Linked DNA regions of Zea mays: region 2 is linked to region 1. The links are chromatin contacts, called in public Hi-C maps. All regions are on one chromosome and are shown on one strand. The core of a region is the stretch at or near the end of the contact, and the rest is flanking DNA. Distances in the headings are between cores, read along the strand shown.

Region 1 (4,207 bases), core at 549-3,048:
GATTAATTTGGTGAACCTAATATTTGTATATTTTAATTAAGATATTTTTAAGCTCATGTCTTGTTTTATAAAGTATAGATCACACATTTTTTAAACGAATACCCTCTTATTATAACCATTACTTGCGATGTTTTGAAAAACGAACGCTCTTTTCGTTAGGCTTTCTTTTAGCTTTACGTATGATGAATGTGGTATGTTATTGAGTGGTGTTTGTTCTTCTTGTTTGTTTGTGGGATATTCAGTGGTTGATCTAGTAGTTAAGAATCAAGATCTGTTCCTATCCATGGAAGAACCTCAAGTTTTCAATAAGCAAGGCAAGTGGACTTCTCCCTCTCCATACTCTATTTGATCCCAAATAATACATTTAATAAAGTTTATTCTTGGATATATATATGCATAATTTGATGGGTTACCTATTTAGATACCCCTAACCTTTCCAACCTTACTCCTTGTTTAACCTGGATTATGATCTAATCAAGTAGCTATGCTATTGCTACAACCTTAAATTTATGCAGTTACTCCTGTTTATGATACTAATGTTCCAAATGGTAAGTTTACATTATTGTTGTTAACCCGATGGTTAAACAAGATTATTGCATGTTAATTGGAACATGGAGTGACCACCCAGGAAAACAGTGCTACCATGAGAACTATCATGGCTCTGGTCTTGGCTAAATAACTAGGGAAGTCTTATGTTGGGTGTTGGTCGTGGTCGACCGGAACAGGGGCATCTGGCAAGCGCTTATAGTTCCGGCTCAGGCAGATTGGATACGGGCATAGTTCCCAAAGCTTTACCCTGTAGTCTAGACTATAAGTTGGTTACGGTAGGTGTACCTTATGCAGTTGACCATTTCTAGCAATTGCGTAATGAGGACTCTAGGGAGAGGCCTCGTAGTGAGACCCTGGCCATTCACCTCGGAAGTGAATACGGGTCTAGCTAACCCAGGCTATAAGGGAATCACGACTCATGGGTAAAGATGCGCCACCTCTGTAGAGTGTAAAACTGCTATATCAGTTGTGCTCACGGTTATGAGCAGCCTGGACTTCTCACATGATAATTGAACTTGAAGATGGAAATAAATCGAGATCCGATGATCTGCCAATGGTTTGCTTAAGTGGTTTCACTTAAGTGTTTCTGATATACTCTTATACCTTTGTTTAATGGGAATACTTGGGATTCACACTTATTAGTAAGACATGTGTTGTTAACAAAATGTTGACCAACTAAAATGCTTACTGCTCAACCATAGCCTCACCATGTTAAACTTGCATTAATTTTCCCCCACTTGCTGAGCCCCGACCATAAGTGAGCTCACCCTTGCTTAAATTTTGATCACAAGCTTGCAGATGAAGATATGATGCTGAACTCCATGGATGCTAGTCTAGTGATACCCCCGGTCATCTTCCTGTGGATGGATGTGCATGTTTCGCTGTACTTTGATGAATAAAGGTTAAGACATTATGTCTGTTCAAAGTGTAATATGTTAATATAATCATTATTTACACTTTTATGCATTGTTCTTTTGATATATTACACTTGTGACGTCAACATATGTGTGGAAATAGATCCTGGCACACATGTGCTATGCACCCAGCTCTGCCCCTTGGAAACGGGTGTGACACCGACCAACGTCTTGGATCAAAAGAACGAAGGGGTACACACAACGATCTAATCTCGCACGTACGTGAACGGATCAATGGTCTAGATCTAAAATGGTGGAACACGCCCCAGCCCCGTACAATACCGATCGGACGACCACCACTCCTTGGCTGAACCGGTACTCCGCTTCTAACCGTGGCCGTCCACGCGACGATCCACGACAAGGGCTATTCCCCAACCCCAGTCATAGCACCCGGCGGCGCCCTGCTTCCCCCACCACAGATCTCGCCGGAGCACGGCGGAACTATGCAGACAAGCCCTAGGTCCTAATCCACAGTGCGCAAAACGTAATAAAGGACCTGGCGAACTCAGGGAAGGAATCCACACTGGAAATGATGAAGCAGTGGGGTCTGACCACGGGGAATCGTGGCTCGCGGCGGAGTCACAACACCGGCCAGCAAAGTCCTGGCGGCAAAACTCTAGAGCTATGGCCACGCACTCGCTCCCCAGGGTCAGGGTAAGCACCAGGGCACGTCCGACAAGGCGCGGCGGCGATCAATTGTCTTCAAGCGGTGGTGGAAGGGCAGTCTGACATTCGCGACCGCCAGCTGAGGGTGATATTCACGGTGAGGGACTCGTCGCAGGCGATTGTGGGTGAGTGATTGCAGAAGGAGAGAAGGTTGCGGCCCGGTCCTTTTATATGCGCGCGACGATGAGCTCTGGGTCAATGCTCACGGATGCGAGGATCGCGATGGCGTCCGCGGAGTGTGGCTTGGTGGTTGAGGACGGACCTGACAGGTTGGCACCACCATCCAGTGGCACAGGCGCATGTGTTCACCCAGCACAGAAGGTTGAAGGTCGGGGCCTAGTTGTTAGCGCGTAGCTTCAGTGAACGAATTGGTGCGCGCACAACTGACTGGTGGGGGCCACCAGTCGGTCTCCTGGGCGAACTAGGTCACACGAGTAAGTAGATTGCCCAATTGGGCCGAGTCAGTGAGGATGGCGGCCCAACATCTCTTTTTCTTTTCTTTTTCTTCTCTATTTTTCCCTTTTCCCTTTTCTTTTCCAATTTTTGATTTCCAATTTGAATTCAACTTTTAGGTGTGAGATTCATACTTGAGTTAACTGCTCACATTCAAAAATCAGTAGGAATAAAATATTTTTATTTATGTATTTATTTTCTCTATTTTATACAATATTTTCTTTCTCTTTTCTTAAATTCAAAAATTGTACCTTTGGGTTAAATCCAAATTCTCATCCTCTTTTGATTTACAAATTTTATAATCCAAATCCAAGCTAAAGTTTAGGAATTCAAATTTTTAATACATACTCAAAATTGATTATGAAGCAATAGATATATATTTATTTTAATTGATTTATTTGTTTGGTAGATGTTTGAAATATGAAAAGCACTCATATGGTTTTCTTTATTTTTAGAAAAATAGTATTTTAAATGTGGGATAAGAAGTAAAAGTTACTTCAAAATTAAATATTCATGTAAATAAATGCTTATGGTGCATCATGATATGCATAATCATTTAGTTGAATAGAAAACCTTTCTATTACTTCTTTTCTAAAATGGTTCTTGGTTTTCAAAATTTAGTTCCTCAATTTTCAGCATTCAAGTATAATTTGAGATATCTGAATTTAATATTTTATTTCTTCTCATATTTATTTTATTATTTTTTTCTTATATAGATTTTGGGCCTTACAAATCCTACCCCCCTTAACAGGAATCTCGTCCTCGAGATTTGTAAGAAAACAGTGTATAACTATGTTATCTCAAAACATATGCACAAACAAAATCTCAGCATGATGCATAATTTATTAGCAACACATGGGGTCAATTAGACCTTATTATTCCTCCTAAAATAGTATCATACTAACTACTAACTAAAGTAACACTTAGATCTTACAAATAGTAGTATATATATATATGTTTATGTAGCTTGGTGGAGCCGGTGGTGGTGACGGAGGTAGTGGTTGTTGTTGTTGTCTTTCCAACCGTGCTTGCCTTATTTCTTGACGTATCTCCAGCCGGTCCTGACGTATTTCCTCGCGTTCTTGTCTTATCCGATTTTGCATTTCGGTAACCATGTTTGCCATTTGTTGTATTACCATCATTTGGGTGGCAACCACTTGATCGATTCCAACCAGTGGAGGATCTGGAGAATTCATTTATGTTCGTTGTTGCCTGATAATCTTCCCTTCCTGGTATTGACCATGAGAGTTAGAAGCATATGGTAGGATAGTTTTGTAATGAAAAATATTTGGTAAGCAGAATGAATAGACCAGTAGCTGGTTATGATCTGAAGATTCTTTAGCAGGGACTAATCTTTGTTTTATGTCCAGATTGGGGTAACTAGTCGTATAAGGTGAATATCCAAAGGTAGGATAGAATTTGTAGATGAGATAGTCTACATGATGTAGGTTAAAAGTTTGTTTGATGTTAGGTGGGGATGGATAGACTATACCATTCACCATGTTTCTATGGGTTGGGTTAGCTCTTATGCTCATGGTTGAGTTGGTCTAATGTGCTAAGTTAAGTTATCACCTGGCTAGTTGGTTTTAATCTCTTCTATTAGTATCACTAATCTGTTTAAGTAG
Region 2 (4,207 bases), core at 675-3,174, 170 kb before region 1:
ACAATAGTGAGTTTCTAGAAAAGAAGCGTACACTTATACTAGGACAAAGCTCACTGTCATATCAACATAGAAAGAATACTTGATATTGGCCAAACATTGACACAAGCAAAAAAAATTGACATTAACTTGGATATATAGGTGAGATTCAACACTGGATAGGAAGTACAAATCTGAATACTGGAAATATTTCAGAATGGTGATGAGGAAAGTTATCGAAATTAGGTTTAAAAGACTGTGTGTGGTTAGAGAATATGCAGTTTATTCGCTATACATTTATACAACCCTGAGATCTATGAGAAATGAAGTTGTATTACTGAATAAGGCACTCGCCTGTGAGTTTTGGTCATAAATACAAGTAACAGCTAAGTGAGGGGGAAATGAAAATACCAAGGAGTTATCAGCCCAACTACCCCAATAGGCTCTCTTCGGAGATGACATTTAAAAGTTTCCATTGGAAGAGAAACTGGGGAATTTTGCCTTTTATCCAAGGCTTCTGCCTGATCCGCAAAGTACTCAAAGCACCCAGCAACATCATCCTGATAAATGGAATACCAAACAGATTGTAATTGCAAGCTAGTGAAAATAAATTGCACTTCCATAAGGTGTCACATACCATGTCCCATGCTGCTTCATCATAAGGCTTCCCACAATCAAGTGCCTCTAGCTTAGCCAGCTCAGGTTTCCTCTCAATCACCTGAATAAGAAGACATTCTTATACACAAAATGTGACATATGTGAATATATTTGAACAAAACTTTGATGGCCCAGCCAAATGTTACAAGACTTTCTCAATTGAAGTTTAAAGAGAAAGATCTTTTGAGGTGTTTTGAAATTGGAGTTGATAATAAAGCTAACACACCCTGTATTGATGGGAAGTGCAATAGTTTGTTCACACCAAAAGCAGAACATAAGGATTTCCCCTGAATAGATTGGTTTACAATTGGAGGAGTTTAATTTGTACTTTCTGTGCCTCTGCTCATGTAACGCAGAAACAGTAATGGAGTGTACGGAAACCAACGTATATTTCACAAGTACGGGCCTGTTTGGGAACAAAGTTTTTGGAAACCACGGTTTTTGAAATACTACGGTATATTTTAGTCATGACAATACCACAGTTTAAAATACTACAGTTTTAGAATACCACAGTATTGAATACATAGAGGTGTTTGGAAGCAAAGTATTTTTTTGCACGTGGGAGAGATGTGCACGCTGCGTTTTACAGAGAAAACTGAGGTATAAACATAAGTTTAGAATACTTCAAAAGAGCTGCAGTATTTGTAATACTTTAGTTTTGAAAACAGAGATTTTAGCTGGCTTGCCAAACACCTTTTTAGTATATAATACTATAGTTTTTGAGAATACTGCAGTATTCTTCTAAAACTTTGAAAAAACTTCACTCCCAAACACCCCCTACTTAGTTGTCACACATTCAATCCACTCTGAATAACTTACTAGCTTAGGGGCTAGTAGGTACCAACCATTGGAAGCAGAGGCACAGCACAGGAGTGGTTTCTGGCCCAATTAGGCTAGAGCAAAGAGGACCAGCGTACCTTGGCGGCGATAGCGCGGAGGTACTTGGCCCGGACGGCCCCCGGGGCGCGCGCCCAGTCGCGGCCACGGTTCCTCTTGAGCGCCGCCCGCGCCGCCGCCACCGCGGCGTCCACGTCCTCCGCTGTGCCCGCAGGGATCTCGCCTGCGCGCGCACGCGAAACCCAGCGCATCAGCGCCAGGCCAAGTAAAAAGCTAGTAGAGTATAATAATAGAAGGCGACAGTGATCGGGGGAGCTTACTCACCGATGTGAGCCTCGGTGGTGGGGTTGACGACGGGGAGGCGGCGGCCCTGCGCGGGCGGGCGCCACTCGCCGTCGACGAAGAGCTGCCGCAGCGGGACCATCGCTGGCGAGGCCATCCGTGAGGACTCTGGCGATACGGATACCGCGACGGTGCGTGTCTGCGAGATTGCGGCCTGCGAGGAGAGTCGGCAACTAGACAGTGGCCTCAGTTGGTGGGATCGAGCGATCGGCACGCTACGGCCCTGGCGCTCTGTGCAGGTGGAAAGCGAGGACGTCTCCTGCTGTTGCGGACGCTAGTGCGGTGCGGCAGGCGGTTCAGCACGTGGCGGTTTTTGCTGGCACGTCCGTTTCAGATGCGTACCTTTTTCTGCACTAACGCTATCGTTACAAAACATGTTATATAATGTTGTGACCAATACAATGTTGTCTTTTTCTGACTAACGCTATTTACCCCTTCACTTTATATATATACTGGTGGTTGGCGCACGCCAGAGCGCGCACAATTTTTTATTGTAGGATACTTTTATATGAAGAAGGAATATAACTAAACTTGAATTATAACAATATACAATTAGTAATCTTCATGGTAAAGAAAGTTTAAAAACAATAATCGGATCATTGGCAAATATGTGAAAAAAGGATATTAGTTGAACATGTCTGCAACCACATATGCCTTTACCAGCATAATACCTGTTTTTCAACATTTTTCATGTTTTTTTGCACCACGAGGTTCGGACATATATATACACATGCAAAAAAAACTCGACGGCTGCAATGAAGGTTCTAGGAGCATAATAGAAACCATACACAAGATAATAGTGAACATTGTAGAAAAGACAACAGTTATGTGTTACAATGAGTTGTTCACAATTTGAGTTTAATGAGTTGTTCAAAACTTGAGTTTAAAGTACAGTCAACAAAATCACCACATGTCATATCTAGGTGCAGGCATTGAATCATTGATCTCACTGTTCCTACACAGTTGAACACTTTTTTTGAGCTTCTAAATATCGAAGAAAGAAGCTATAAAATGCATTGTTAAATTTATATATTATAATAAAGGAGGTAAACTATGTACTGACTGCAATTGGAGGAATGACATATAGGGCATCGAAGTACTTATAGGATTTAGTGTTCAAGGAAGGAGCCTGTAATACTAACCTCTTTTTTTTACATCAAAACAATGCTGCAGCGACTAAAGTTGGTTATTTTACCTTGGTATGATGTTTTAATCCCTTTTTAAAAGTGAACTAAAATGTTATATATTTTTTAAAAAGGTATCTAATAGTTGCCTCACTGATAAATTCATTTCTGAAAGTAAACCAGCTAACCTTTTCTAATACGAAAACATCCTTTCAATGATTTCATGGTTCACAGTTCAATTTGTATATAGTGCAATATGTGTTCATATAGGTAACAAAACACCCTTTTTAATGGCCATTTTAATAAATAAATTCAGGTAATGTAACAAACTGCCGCTGTATTAACATATTCTTGCTTATGTAGGATAGATTAGAGGTGTATGGCAATCAAATGCTACATTGTGGCCATTCTTAATTGGGATAGACAATAAAACTAATTGCTATATATATATTGTATCCATACATATCCATATGGTAAAAAAACTAGATGCTTGAGGGAATGTCGTAAAGTCATGCTATAGTCATTGTAACTAAACCAAAATGTGGTCACTGACACCAAGAACCTGTTGAGAAAGTAAAAGATTGTGATTTAGTATTTTAGCATATACTCACACATTTGCAGTATACAATGAGAAGAAGCAATGCAATACGCAATGAGAAGAAGCAACGAATGAAAGGCTGATGAGCACATTGACTTTCAGTTAAATGTGGCTACCTGTTATCAATAGAGGAAGGGTTTTAAAGAGAAGTTCTAGGATAAGAACTATGCTGAAACATTGAACTTTAGATTGACCATTCCTGATTAAAGTGCTCCAAGCATTGAGTTTTCAAGTCCTGTATCATTTGCGTCAATCTCCATCCAAGATAGCATTGAGAAGTGGTGCAGATGCTGCAGTTTTATCCATCGGAACCCCTTCCCTACCAATTGTAGTAGACAACTCTGAGAAGTAAGATGACAACACAACAGGCTAATGAAGCGATGAAGAGCAATAACGAGAATACCTTGGGCAAGTATTGTGGATCATTGAGGGTGTCATGGTGGTGACATACCTCTCCAAATTGGTATAACCATCACATACTGATCTGAGATCGAGCGCTTAGAGAGGACTCGCCGGTTTTCCGTGGAGGCCGTCGCCCTGTGGAAGCCATCACCCGACAGAGTTCCGGGGACATCGTGTGTGTCTGGAGACATCGTGTGTGTGGAGGCAATGAAACGATTCGACGACGTGTTCTATTTATTGCAGATCGATGTTTCCAGAAGCAGCAAGGCCA

What was found. A called contact is a pair of places that touch in the nucleus more often than the background predicts.
Region 2: a contact with region 1 is called in a Hi-C map of tassel, with 4 times the contacts expected there. The contact joins the promoter of AMADH1A here to the enhancer-like site in region 1. A contact is called at or near these places in 7 of 25 Hi-C or Micro-C datasets (bundle sheath, ear, endosperm and 3 more).

What each region holds. Positions count from the first base shown.
Region 1 is chr4:82,292,317-82,296,523 of Zm-B73-REFERENCE-NAM-5.0, reverse strand. No RefSeq gene overlaps it. Among protein-coding and RNA genes, the nearest start is that of LOC103653444, 86 kb to the right of the region's middle. Within about 2 kb of position 1,798, at least 19 of the 20 cell types and tissues checked have an H3K27ac peak or open chromatin away from gene starts, as enhancers often do. A contact at or near this core is called in bundle sheath, ear, leaf and 2 more, where this site is marked.
Region 2 is chr4:82,463,856-82,468,062 of Zm-B73-REFERENCE-NAM-5.0, reverse strand. It overlaps AMADH1A (Aminoaldehyde dehydrogenase 1a), which reads right to left and starts at 1,924. Exons shown (of 15, transcript NM_001164335.1): 1 at 1,795-1,924; 2 at 1,551-1,693; 3 at 614-694; 4 at 388-536. The coding sequence starts at 1,909.